Regions from separate parts of the Mus musculus genome. Here regions 1 and 3 are each linked to region 2. The links are chromatin contacts, called in public HiChIP or PLAC-seq maps. All regions are on one chromosome and are shown on one strand. The core of a region is the stretch at or near the end of the contact, and the rest is flanking DNA. Distances in the headings are between cores, read along the strand shown. Region 1 has its middle 49 kb from the start of Rps27a. Region 2 has its middle 23 kb from the start of Rtn4. Region 3 overlaps Eml6 (echinoderm microtubule associated protein like 6).

Evidence for each region. HiChIP or PLAC-seq counts read pairs in DNA pulled down with a chosen protein or histone mark.
Region 1: a contact with region 2 is called in an H3K27ac HiChIP or PLAC-seq map of embryonic stem cells, with 18 read pairs. The contact joins two enhancer-like sites. A contact is called at or near these places in 11 of 484 Hi-C or Micro-C datasets (the AtT-20 cell line, Th2 cells, cerebral cortex and 3 more) and 4 of 115 datasets of contacts at active chromatin or transcription factors (embryonic stem cells and epiblast stem cells).
Region 3: a contact with region 2 is called in an H3K27ac HiChIP or PLAC-seq map of embryonic stem cells, with 5 read pairs. The contact joins two enhancer-like sites. A contact is called at or near these places in 1 of 115 datasets of contacts at active chromatin or transcription factors (embryonic stem cells) and 2 of 9 other capture datasets (adipose tissue and liver).

What each region holds. Positions count from the first base shown.
Region 1 is chr11:29,594,506-29,598,676 of GRCm38.p6, reverse strand. No RefSeq gene overlaps it. Among named protein-coding and RNA genes, the nearest start is that of Rps27a, 49 kb to the right of the region's middle. Within about 2 kb of position 1,411, at least 5 of the 459 cell types and tissues checked have an H3K27ac peak or open chromatin away from gene starts, as enhancers often do. A contact at or near this core is called in embryonic stem cells, where this site is marked.
Region 2 is chr11:29,667,941-29,672,227 of GRCm38.p6, reverse strand. No RefSeq gene overlaps it. Among named protein-coding and RNA genes, the nearest start is that of Rtn4, 23 kb to the left of the region's middle. Within about 2 kb of position 1,782, at least 4 of the 459 cell types and tissues checked have an H3K27ac peak or open chromatin away from gene starts, as enhancers often do. A contact at or near this core is called in embryonic stem cells, where this site is marked.
Region 3 is chr11:29,747,105-29,751,068 of GRCm38.p6, reverse strand. It overlaps Eml6 (echinoderm microtubule associated protein like 6), which reads left to right. Exons shown (of 42, transcript NM_146016.2): 37 at 1,092-1,264; 38 at 1,648-1,810; 39 at 3,536-3,639. Among named protein-coding and RNA genes, the nearest start is that of Rtn4, 56 kb to the right of the region's middle. Within about 2 kb of position 1,743, at least 8 of the 459 cell types and tissues checked have an H3K27ac peak or open chromatin away from gene starts, as enhancers often do. A contact at or near this core is called in embryonic stem cells, where this site is marked.

The DNA.
Region 1 (4,171 bases), core at 162-2,661, 73 kb after region 2:
TATTTTGGTATTTTAAAAAAACGTACGTGTCGAATTGTAAAACTTTGTTCTTAGTGTCCTCCATTTCTACTTGTTTCCATATAATGGTGTTAATTCTTGAGGACCTATACTTAACTGTTGCAAATAGATACTCTTATTTCTGATTAATAAGTAAATAAATATATAAAATATACACATGTGACTATTGATACCTTTTCAGGCTTTCTAGTTACAACTACTCCACAAGAGAAACAACTAAAAGTGTCATTGCCTATGTTAAAAAAAATTTTTTTATATACTTGGTGTTCCAAATCAGACTAAAACAGATATTAGAACTGGCTATAGCTGTCAAGTATTTGACATGTTTTATCAACAATTTAAAGTTACCCATGCTACTGAAATTTTTTTTATATATTTCTCAAAGTCAAAGTATTGTGAAACTTTAAAAACTATAACTTCTTTAAAAACAAAGAAGGGGAGGAATTATATCCCCATGCACATTATTTAAATTACATTTTTATTTAAAAAATTTTAAAATTTGGATGTCAAAGAACTTACTAAATGCCTTACAGTATCTTAAAACTAGGTATACTCATGTCTAGGTGAGATGAAAAGGGTCTACTTATTGTCATATGGCTTGATCCTGAACAGGTACTTAATATGAGGAAGAGGACATGCTTGTGTTTTCGCCACAGAATGCTGCAGGAACATGACAGTTGCCAAAATGATTCCTGTTAGTTTGCTGAATGCTGACCTGTGAGTTTGCTGAATGCCCTGACTATGGTGACAAGAAAGCTGGGTATATGTTCTTGACCCACCTTTGCTTGCCTTTGTCCCAGATTAGACAAGCTAAGCTGCCTTGCTTCAAGCTTCTTAACCATGTAGGACAGAGAACATTAGAGACCGTGGAAACTGACTTAGAAAAATTAGTTATAAGGAGGAGTTATAATGATTCTTCTCTTTCCTTTTTTTTTTTTTTTTTTTTTTTTTTTTTTTTGGTTTTTCGAGACAGGGTTTCTCTGTATAGCCCTGGCTGTCCTGGACCTCACTTTGTAGACCAGGCTGGCCTCGAACTCAGAAATCCACCTGCCTCTGCCTCCCGAGTGCTGGGATTAAAGGCATGCGCCACCACGCCTGGCTTCTCTTTCCTTTAATGTGACCAGTTACTCTAACTCAATCTTGGACTGGTTTAGTAATAATCCCAATATCAGAGATTTCTATTATGAAGATAGCTAAACATCTTCATTAGCTAGCAGAGTTAACTTGGAGCTTAGCCTATTTACATGAGAAACAGCCTTTCTGTTGATACTCAAAGCCACCTGGAAGCCAGAGTTTGAGCTTGATCATTGCTAATTTGCAACTGAATAGAGTACCTGGACTTCCCCAAAGACAGCCTTTATCCTGTTGCTTTTGAACTCTCTTGACTTTGTATTTCAAGCAGGTCAGTCAACACCCTACAGGCTCCTCTTCAACAAGTGTGCAGGCTTCCTTTCAGCAAGCAGAGGTGGCAGAAATTCATCAATTGGAAGAAACATATTGAATATATATATTGTGACTTTGGTCTGATTGGGAATAAGGTGTGCTATGATCACGGGCCACTGAGATTTCTGGACTATTTCAAATTCTAAGACAGAAGTATGTGCCAAGAGGCCATGATTTATCAATAATACACCACAGAGCCATGTTTGTGCAAAATAAACACAAGCAAGCTACACATACTCTCCTTGATGGATAGAATAGTTCATAGAAAATCTAAGTTCCCAAGCCAGGCACAGCCGCCAGCCACCATAATTCCCAGGCAGGATTATGGAGCATAAATAAATTTTATGCCCCAGTCCAACTAATTTTTATTATATATTTAGAGAGGAATTGTAGCCTCCCACAGCCTTGAGCAGGCTGATTCAGACCTTGCTGCCACTGTGAATGAGACAACCTGGTCAATGCTTCTATTGTTCTGTCACCCACTGCTGCTCTTCTCCAAGACTCCGCTACCACTGAGAGGCTGAACTGTCTTTCTGAGATATTCCTGAGATAGCTGACAACCTGTGGAATTGGTGACCTAATGCTAATAACTCTGACAGACTAGTCCTAACAACTTAGCAACAAAGCCAAGAAACCTGGCATGGCAGGAGATGGGCTTCCCCTTTTATAAGCACAGACTGATAGTAAACATTGGGCCATGATCAAAAAATTTGTCTTGGTCTCTTTATTTCTCTTGCCATTCCCTCCTTTACAGCTCCAGCCTCACACTCAAAAACCCAGTTCGTGTGGCCCCAGGTGGCTACAACAGAGTACCACTAACCATTGAGAGATCTTTACCTGCTGGTCCTGGTCAGACAACTTCTATCTTTAGAGAATGTAGCTGGATGTTATATCACTCACTGCCACAGCATGTGCCATCAGAGCACAGGAGCTGAATAGGTCATTCCTTCACTTGGAGGACCACATTTGCCTTAACCAACCAGCCAGATAAGAGTACAGATAATTCTTAAAGATCTTTAAAGATAGCCAGGCATGGTGGCACACACCTTTAATTCCAGCACTCGAAGGCAGAGGCAGGTAGGTCTCTGAGTTTGAGGCCAGTCTGGTCTATAGAGTTCCAGGACAACCAGGGACACAGAGAGTCTCTGTCTGGGGTTGGAGGTCAGGGAAGAAGATCTTTAAAGATGACTATGGTTCCGAGTTCTGCTTCTTTTCTTGGAGTTCAGGCAGATCTTGGTTCAAGCAGTGAGAGCTGGGGAGTTGGGTGGGAGTGGGGGTGTCTTTTCTGAGGATTTCAATGTTACAGCTCTTTTAGATGATATTAAGTGAAACTGCTTGTGCTCTTTATTTGGGGTGAACAAGAGCTATATAAACCTTGGAGAGTAGGAAGGGATTTTTAGGGTGACTGTAAATCATTGGCTGGAGCTTAGCATACTGGGAATGCCTCATTTGCATGGAGAGACACTCTAGGAATCCCAGGTGCTGGCAGAGCAGGTTGTATCTGGAGAGAGGAAGTTGAACTTATAATTTTGTCAAGGATTTTGTGAGATTCCTTAGGTAGAAGGTTTAGGAGTTGGGCTTCCCAGATCAAGCCCTGTTAAAAGCTCAAGCTCAGGAAAGCTGTCTGGACATGGTAGATTACAACACTAATAGTAAGGTCCAACAGATGACTTCCAAACTACCAAATATAAACTTTATTTATAAAATATGTCTCCCTGATAGACTAGAGAGATGGCACAGAACTTAAGCACACATACTGCTCTTGCAGATGACTTGAGTTCATTTCCAAGTACTCATGCCCAGTGTGTTACCATGGTAACTCCAGCTCCAGGAACTGTGATGCCTTTGGCCTCTAGGAGTACTTGCACTTACTTTAAAATAAATCTTTAGGTCCTGGAGTAACAGCTTAGTGGTTAAGAGCACTTGCTGCTCTTCTAGAGGACCCAAGTTAAATTTGTAGCACCTACATGGCTCACAACCACCTATTATTCCAGTCCCAGAATATCTGAACTCTTCTTTCTGGCCTCAGCAGGCACTTCACACAGAAAGTGCACAGGCATACATGCAGACAAAACACTCATACACAATAACTAAAAATAAATATTAAAAACAAATCTTTTTAAAGTATTCCCCTGTATAACTTAAATTCCTCATACCCCATGTTAATTTTTTTTTTTTTAACTACAGTAAAGGCAGAAAACATTCTGGCTCTCCATACAGAGATGCTTTATGATTCACTGACAGTATTTCCTTCCAGGTCACTGACCTCACTTTCCTTTGGAGTTGTATCCCCTCTGTTGCTTTCTGAGAAGAGCATAAAAGAGCCTCTTTCAAACTATGGTTTGATTTGGTCAGTACAATGGCTTCCCAGTTTCTCACCTATCACAGCCACTTCCTTTCATCCTCTCCAGTGTGCTAACAAGTCACCTTTTACAAACCACTCTGCCTAAAGACTGTGAGTGGCACTTAACTGTAGAGATCAAAAGGTGGGAAAAAGGTAAACAGAGGAGTCTTGTGCCTTACTTGTCTCTTGACAAGCATCTCTGAGCTATTTGGACTTTTGAGTTGTGGGTTATTTGTTTGCTGGCTAGCATTTAACTTACAGTGTTTTGTGGAGCTGGGCAACAGTGATAATGTAAAATAAAGCAACACAGAAGGCATATTCACTTATTCTGCTATCTTTCACTCCTTTTTGCAGAAGGATCACCTA
Region 2 (4,287 bases), core at 533-3,032:
TCTGTATAGCCCTGGCTCTCCTGGAACTCACTTCTTTGTAGACCAGGCTGGCCTCAAAATCAGAAATCCACCTGCCTCTGCCTCCCAAGTGCTGGGATTAAAGGTGTGCACCACCACCGCCTGGCTGGCCTTTAACTTTTAAAACCCATCCTATTTCAAGAGTAACATCTTGAAATAACATCTCATTTCAAGAATAAATGAAATTTTGCTGCCAAAGCTCATTGTGAATGTAAATATAAGAAAAAAAGGTGTCCTTGGAGTTCTTCTAAATTTCTTTTTTTAAATGTATGTGTGTGTGTGCATGTGTGTGTGTGTTTGAAAGAGTCCCATGTAGCCTAAGGTGTGCCTCTAATTTGCCATGTAGCAAAGCTAATTTTGAATTTCTGAAGGCTGGGATTACAGACATGTATACCACACTCATGCAGAACTGTGGCTTGAGCCTAGGGATCCATACATGTTGGGTGAGCACTCTACCAATTGAAGTATACCTTCAACACTGTATTTTCTTTGTGTTGATGTTAACTCTTCAAGAGCAAGATTTTTAATTTAAATTCATGTTTCATATATATTGAATATGTATATAATAGAAATTTAACTAATTCTTTTGGTTAAAGGTGAAAGAGAAATTTTTCTACTTGGATGTATTTAGCTACTTGGATGTATTTTGCCAGCAAGGCAGCAAACATGTGTCTTACTATCTCACTAAAACGGTATAAGGAGAAAGGCAGAAGGTGGAGAGGGGAGAAAAAGGACTTACCTATATTTCTAAAAATCTCTTGAAAAACACCCAGAATTTAGTATTTAATATTTGGTTATTTTTCTCTTACCACAGCAAACCATTTCAATACTGCAGACTTTGAGTGACTATGGAACAATTAAATTAGGAACATTATTTTAACAGTTATTTTACAATTTCAATGATTTCTCTTTTCCATTTCACTCTTTGCAATTTCATAGTTTTTCCTTTTAGTGTGTGTGTGTGTGTGTTCTGCATATGTGTGTAGCTGCACATGTGTGCACATGTGCTTGAAGGCACAAATTTGACCTTTGGGGTCTTCCTTGAATTCTCTGTACTTTATTCATTAAGGCAGGGTCTCCCAAAGGAACCCAGAGCTCACCAGTATGGCTGGTCTAGCTGGCCAGTGTGCTCTAGGGTCTGCTTTCTGAGAGCTGGAATTACAGGTCAGACACCATGCCCACCCAGCATTTACAGTGCTTTTAACTCCAGTCCTTGCAATTGCTTCCAGCACATTAGCCACTGAGCCACACACTACCTAAAGATCCCTCTTAGCTTTTTAGCCCTCATTGTTACATGGCCACAATGTGCCAGGTACACTTGCTTCTAGGTATATAGAGATCTCATGAATTAACACTTGCTGAATTCTCAATGAATGTAATTTTTGCATTCCTTTTGCATCTTCAGTCCTTTAAAAAATGTACTGGAGTCCCTCCTCCATACTAGGTTCTGCCTTACAATGGGCTGCAGGGTGGGGCAGAATACTCACAGTCCTTGCTTTCATGCTGGGAAGCCAGCATGCAGTGTGCTAATGGTTTCTGGTGGGCCCCCAAATCTGCCACCTTCTTCAGAAGCACATTCCCTAGGTCATGCTAGAAATGTTCAATTGAATAAGTCACTAACATTTTTCTCCTAAATCTTAATATGTATATTTAAAAACTAAGACCTAGCCAAAAGAGAATTAAAGTTGATAATAACTCCACAATCATGTGCTCTGTATACCCCGACACACTAAAATTCCTCTCACTGCTATGACGTGAGCCCTTTTACAGCAGCTTTGTTGAGACTAGGATCCAACTGAGGGCCCTGTGCTACATCTTGTTGTGCTTGGGGAGGTGTGGAAATAATGATGCAGATTCAGGACTCATCTATGAAATTCTCAGAAAATAAAAAGTAAACTTAAAAAGACAAACTTAGAATATGTAACAAAATAGTTCTTTTATTGCTGTTACTAAATATTAGAGAAAGAAATACAGGCACTCCAGTGTAGAATGTCCCAGCATTTTCAGTTTGTCCGTGTCTTCTAGGCGCCATGTGTTTATATTATTTTGTAGTTAACAAAAAGCTGGACATTACTGAAAGGGCCTTATTAGACTCAAATCAAACATTTTGGGCAAGATTACAGCATTAGTATAATGGGACAGAATACTTGAGCAATGGGTAAAATAACCATAGCCCTATACGTGTGGTCAGCCCCTCTCTTGAGGACCTCTAACCGCTAGGCTCCACCCACATAACATTCTTAACTGCTCTAAGGCCCAGCCCCACCCCATAGAATAAAAAAAAAAAAAAAAAAAAAAAAAAACAAACAAACAAACCAAGCGCAGGACTTCAAATTCCACCAATCTCCACCCTGGAAAGCTCTGCTTCCCTTCCCCCCTCCCCCACACAAGGAACCTATCTAAGCCGTATCTTCTGCTTAGTTAGTTCCCTGTTGCTTCTCACCCAAGCAGAGACAACCATCCTCCTGGTTTCTTCCCTCCTAATAAATCTGTGTACATTTGTTTTAAGGTGTGACTTTGTGATAGATATTTTTTGGCTCTCACCTGCCAGGATACCTTTTTCCTCAGAAATGTAACACAATAACGACAACGTAACTCCTCCACGATAAATTTTTACTTACGGAAAAGGCCAACTATGTGTAGTTACTTTGGTATTTTATGAGTGCCCATTTCTTTCTTTTTTGGGGGGGGCGGGGGGGTGGGTCGAGACAGGGTTTCTCTGTGCAGCCCTGACTATCCTGGAACTCTCTCTGTAGACCAGGCTGGCCTCGAACTCAGAAATCCACCTGCCTCTGCCTCCCAAGTGCTGGGATTAAAGGCGTGCGCCACCAACCGCTCGGCGAGTGCCCATTTCTTATTAGCTATCCATTTAATAACACTGCTATTAGTATATCAATGACGATGGCTTCGTACAACAAATAAACAAAGCCTATTCGTGTTTACGAATGTGATAGCATCAAAATGTCCTGTTAAAACATGTTCTACAAGAATTCAAAAATCAAAGCACCTGGGAACATGGACCTACGCACATTCCCTCATGGAGAGAAAGGAGGCTCACAGGCTGGCTCATCAGACTTTATAGGATTCTTACCAGAGATAAACAACCGAGTTGGGTGGCTGCTCTTTGACAATGTAACTGGACATAAATTGTCTAGGGACTCGTCAATGGGTGACTTTCTGTAAATTGTCCATACAGCAGGTGGAAATCCTTAGTCCAAAACAGCAGCTTGGGAACCTCTCAGTGGTGTGTGTGTGTGTGTGTGTGTGTGTGTGTGTGTGTGTGTGTGTGTGTGTGCGTGTGTGTGTGTGTGTGTGTGCGCATGCGCGCACGTGTGCATGTGTGATTTTTAAGACAGGGCTTCTTATACTTTTTCCACTTAGAACCTTTTTCAGCCAAGAACTTTTTATGTCATTGCAGGTGTACAGACATATCAAGCGGGTATATAAATGGAACATATACAGATATTAAGAAATAAAAATCTGCATACTAACAAGGTGGACATACTTGTTTATTTTTACATAAAGACAAAATTTTGCTGAGTATTTGTTAATGCAGAACACACTTTTCAGCATTGTCCAATATTTTGATTTTATAGTCATTAAGGGTGAGAAGACCATTTCATATAAATAACGGAAGTGTGTTTAGGGCTATTTCAAAAATTGGAAAGTTTTTGAAAACTTTCCTAATCCCAAGAAAAAATTCATTGAACATTTTTTAAAGAAAAAATTATTATTATTAGCAACTCAAAGAAGTTTCCAAAACCAAATACTCTGGGAGGGACTTGGGGGAAAAAACTGAGTAGGGACCAGGAGGTGGGGACAACATATAGGATGTAAATAAATAAAATAATTAATTAATTTTTAAAAATCAGCTGGGCAGTCGTGGCACACTTTAATTCCAGCACTTGGGAGGCAGAGGCAGGCAGATTTCTGAGTTCAAGGCCAACCTGTGTAGCCAGGGCTACACAGAGAAACCCTGTCTCAGAAAAGAAAAAAAATAAATAAAAAAATCAAACATTCTACCACATAATTCAAAGATAGTCTAACTGGATGCTTACATGCTAAATAATGATAATAGGAGAATATGTAAAGTTTTTCTTTCCCATAATTAGGCTGTAAGATACTTTTAAGGGCAGAAAGCATTGCATATACGTTAAAAATATTGCAGTCCATTACAGAATAGTCTCAGTGCGGGGCTGGTATTTCAGCAGATATGCTCATTGGTGTTTCATGTATGTTGCATGCACTCTACAAGTGAGCGTGTCACCC
Region 3 (3,964 bases), core at 494-2,993, 79 kb before region 2:
TGCCACCTGCACTCTCAGCAGTTCATTTGTCTGGATAGATTTGTAGTACGAAGCTCTTATAGCTTGAGCTCAATATGAAATAAAGGAAGACATGGAACCTTCTGACTCTTCTTGCCTCTACTTGTCCAGCACTGGTAATGCAGTGCTTGGGGATCAAACCAAGGGCTTCATGCGTGTTAGAGTGCATGTTCAAACACTCTACTGAGCCCCACATGTTGATAATTCTGGAATAATCAAACCGAGAGTTACTATCTTTTTATAAAAGGACAGGAGGAGAACGAGAGAGATACAAATGTTTGAGAGTGACAGATTTCCCGTCAGATTCCGGGAAGGTTGGGAAAGCAACTTTAAAGCTCATCTGGGGTAAAAATATAAGATATGAAGGAAAAAAAAAAAGGTCACTGAACCTTATCCAGCACAAAATAAATGCCAAATTCTGTTTCAAAATGGCTAGGAAAAACTTTGGTCACAGTTTTAATGTAAGGGTCAAAGAGCAGCCATGCAAACACATGCATGTGTTATATAGTTTAGTTCTAAAGCTATTAAGTTTACTAAAAACGGCTTCTACTCACTGAAAACTCACTGTATAATGGATGTTTCCTGTATGCTATTGTTAATACTTACAAAAATCTTCCAACGCTACTATCAGTATCCTTTCTGCTCCGTGGTAATGGCAATAATGTATACACACATACCCAACTAGAAAGTGAGGGTCCAGTCAAGATCTGGCTAGTAAGTTCGCATGCTTTTCCTTTAGCAAGAGCCTGGCAAAGCCTAAGGCCTGTGTCTAGCCAGCTGCCTGTTTCAATAGGTGAAGCCACATTTGTTACTACTGTCCACAATTGTCATGACAAAGCTGGTAATTAGAACACAGATCCTACAGTGCTCAATGTAAAGTTATGACAACATAACAGGCAATGTTTGCCAAACCCTGTCCTAAAAGGTGCTATCCCCCAAGTAGCTCTACTATGAGATCGCATTGGTGGCCTTTAGTGGGAGCTGAAGTAGTCTGATTTCCCTGTCCTGATGATTTCCCCTAGAGATCAGCACAAGTGGTAAGGGCTTACATGTCTCTCTGTGTCTTCATGTAGAAACTGTTAAACAAGGTGAACCTGGGCCATGCGGCCAGGTGTGCAGCCTATAGCCCTGATGGGGAGATGGTGGCCATTGGCATGAAGAATGGAGAGTTTGTCATCTTGCTGGTGAACACCCTGAAAGTTTGGGGGAAAAAACGAGACCGGAAATCTGCCATCCAAGATATCAGGTACAAAAAAATAAAAGATATCAGGTATATAGTGAGTGGTCTGAGCCAGAAGGGTAAGCGCTCCTGACATGGGTCCTTCTGGGGATGGTGGGGAGACAGAGCTGGGGGAACTGTGTTGAAAGGGTTGCTTCCACAGCAGGCTAATCAAGGGTACCTCCCACACAGTCTTTTTAGATATGGTGATAAAAATACTTGTAATTCTACCAAAGACTGCATAACACCATTTTTTTTCCCCTGTGGGATTAGATTCAGAAAAATTGTTTAATTTCATAGAAACTGGGGAGAAGCTAGGCACATGTCTTTGGGCTTGAGACAGAGCTAGCCCATCTTTGTGTGTCCAGATCTGCCTCCTCATGGACCTTGCTTTTGATTTCCCCCTCTAGAATCAGCCCAGACAACAGATTCTTAGCTGTGGGGTCTTCTGAGCAGACAGTTGACTTCTATGACCTTACTCAGGGCACAAGTCTGAACCGGATCGGCTACTGCAAAGACATCCCAAGCTTTGTCATTCAGATGGACTTTTCTGCAGACAGCAAATACATTCAGGTATGCTTCTCGTTAACTTGTCTCAGGGGCAACCAAGAAAAAACACTGTTTCCACATGAGTGCTTACTGTGTCCTGGGCACCATGCTAACTTCCAAGTACTATCCCTATTTTATAAATGTAGAGACAGAGGCTTGGATAATTAGGAAAGTAATTGTGTGTGTGTGTCTGTGTGTACAAGTCTTTTCGTAAGAAACAAAAACAAAACATGAATACCAGGGAACATATCCCCAGTCACCTTTACCCTACCTCCACCAGCTCATCATCAAAATTTCCTCATTTCTGCCTGAGGAGATGGCGCAGCAGGTAACTGTGCCTGCTGCTAACCAAGTCCAACCCCTCCCCCTGACCCACATGATGGAAGGAGAGATCTGATCCCTACAATTTGTCCTCTGGCAAGTACCACAGCAGGCATTTGCATGTACGCACATGCACCGGAGGACTAATTTCAATAAGTTTTAGAAAACTTCCGAATTTCTAGTTCTTTAGGTCTGCACTTCTAAGCTTGCTATTGTTTATTCTCCAAATTCTATTGGGAAGTATGGCTGCTGCATTCCAGAATGGGCTGGAGACCTCACGACTGGGTCTCTGCACAGCTGAGAGGCAAGATCAAGGGGTCCTACCTTTGGGACTTGTGGCTAACAACAGAAGTTACTTCAGCATTCAGCATCTGTGAGCCTGGAAAGAGGAGTGCTTAAGCCAGGCGGTGGTGGGGCACACCTTTAATCCCAACACTTGGGAGGCAGAGGCAGGCAGATTTCTGAGTTCAAGGCCAGCCTGATCTACAAAGTGAGTTCCAGGACAGTCAGGGCTACACAGAGAAACCCTGCCTCAAAAAACAAGAAAGAAAAAGAAAGGAAGGAAGGAAGGAAGGAAAGGAAGGGAGGGAGGGAGGGAGGAAGGAAGGAAGGAAGGAAGGAAGGAAGGAAGGAAGGAAGGAAGGAAGGAAGGAAGGAAGAAGGGAGAGGGGGAGGAGAGGAGAACCTATATTCATTTTTCAAATGTATCCAACAAAGCCTCAGCTAGGCAGGCTTTTGGATAGATATAGTATGTTCATTTCTTCTGGAGCTTATCACACTTCCATGGAGAAGGCAAGGACTGACAGTCAAGGCAAAGTGTAGCTTGTCAGGCAGCATCTGAAGAGGCACTCAACTTAGACCTGCCTCCCTTCTAAAAAAGCATTCGTTAGGCTGAGCAATGTCTGCCCTGTAGGAGGGAGTTAACAAAGGGGGCAGGATTTCTGTCCCAAGCCATCTGCATTGAAAACCTGAGGTGGGAAAGATTTAGGATCTTTCCATGAACTCAAGGAAAACCCTGGTGACATGGGTAGAGACACCATCCCCATGGGGAGAGAAGAGACCTAGGATGTAAGACACTGGCAAGTGTCCTTTAATGTGAAAACAGTGGCCAGTTTCCTTTAGGAGACTCCAAGAGGGCACTTGACATGTTCACCATCCCTCGTGGTGGGGGTAGAAATGGATAGAAGATACTCTGAATTTTAACATAGGCTGTTGTGTGTTGACAGGGGTTGGGGAGGTAGAACACACCCTACCTATGAATTTTAGCATGGGCTGTGGGGCAACGGACTGTTTATTGGCTTTGTAGCCAGGAGCTGAGTTTGGATTTAAAGAAAAGCGTAACTGGGGCAGAGTTAGTGTTGGGAAAGACAGCCAAGAGAGTCTGTGGAACTGAGGAAGCAGATGGACTCAGTTCCTCTCCTCTTGCAGGTGTCAACAGGAGCCTATAAGCGCCAAGTACATGAAGTTCCCCTGGGGAAGCAAGTAACTGAAGCCATGGTTGTTGAGAAGATCACCTGGGCTTCCTGGACAAGGTAAATGAAGAGAACTCTGGTTGAGGAAGAGGCCCCAGCTCTGCCTCTGGGTTTGTGATGGCCAGGATAGGAAGAGCTGAGATGAAACTGTCTTTTCTCAGTGGGGGAGGATGCAAAGCTGCTAGACACTGGCTTAGGGGAGGATTTTATGCGATCAGGGCTTTCTTTTTGTTTAATCATTCGTACCAACCCCAAGCCACATTCAGCAAGTTCAAATGTTTTGCCAAGCCCAGCAACAATGAAGCTTCTAGTAACCTAAAGATAAAAGGTACAGGAACTCTGTCCTTGCCAACATACATATTCAGTGGAACTATAAGGAAGAAAA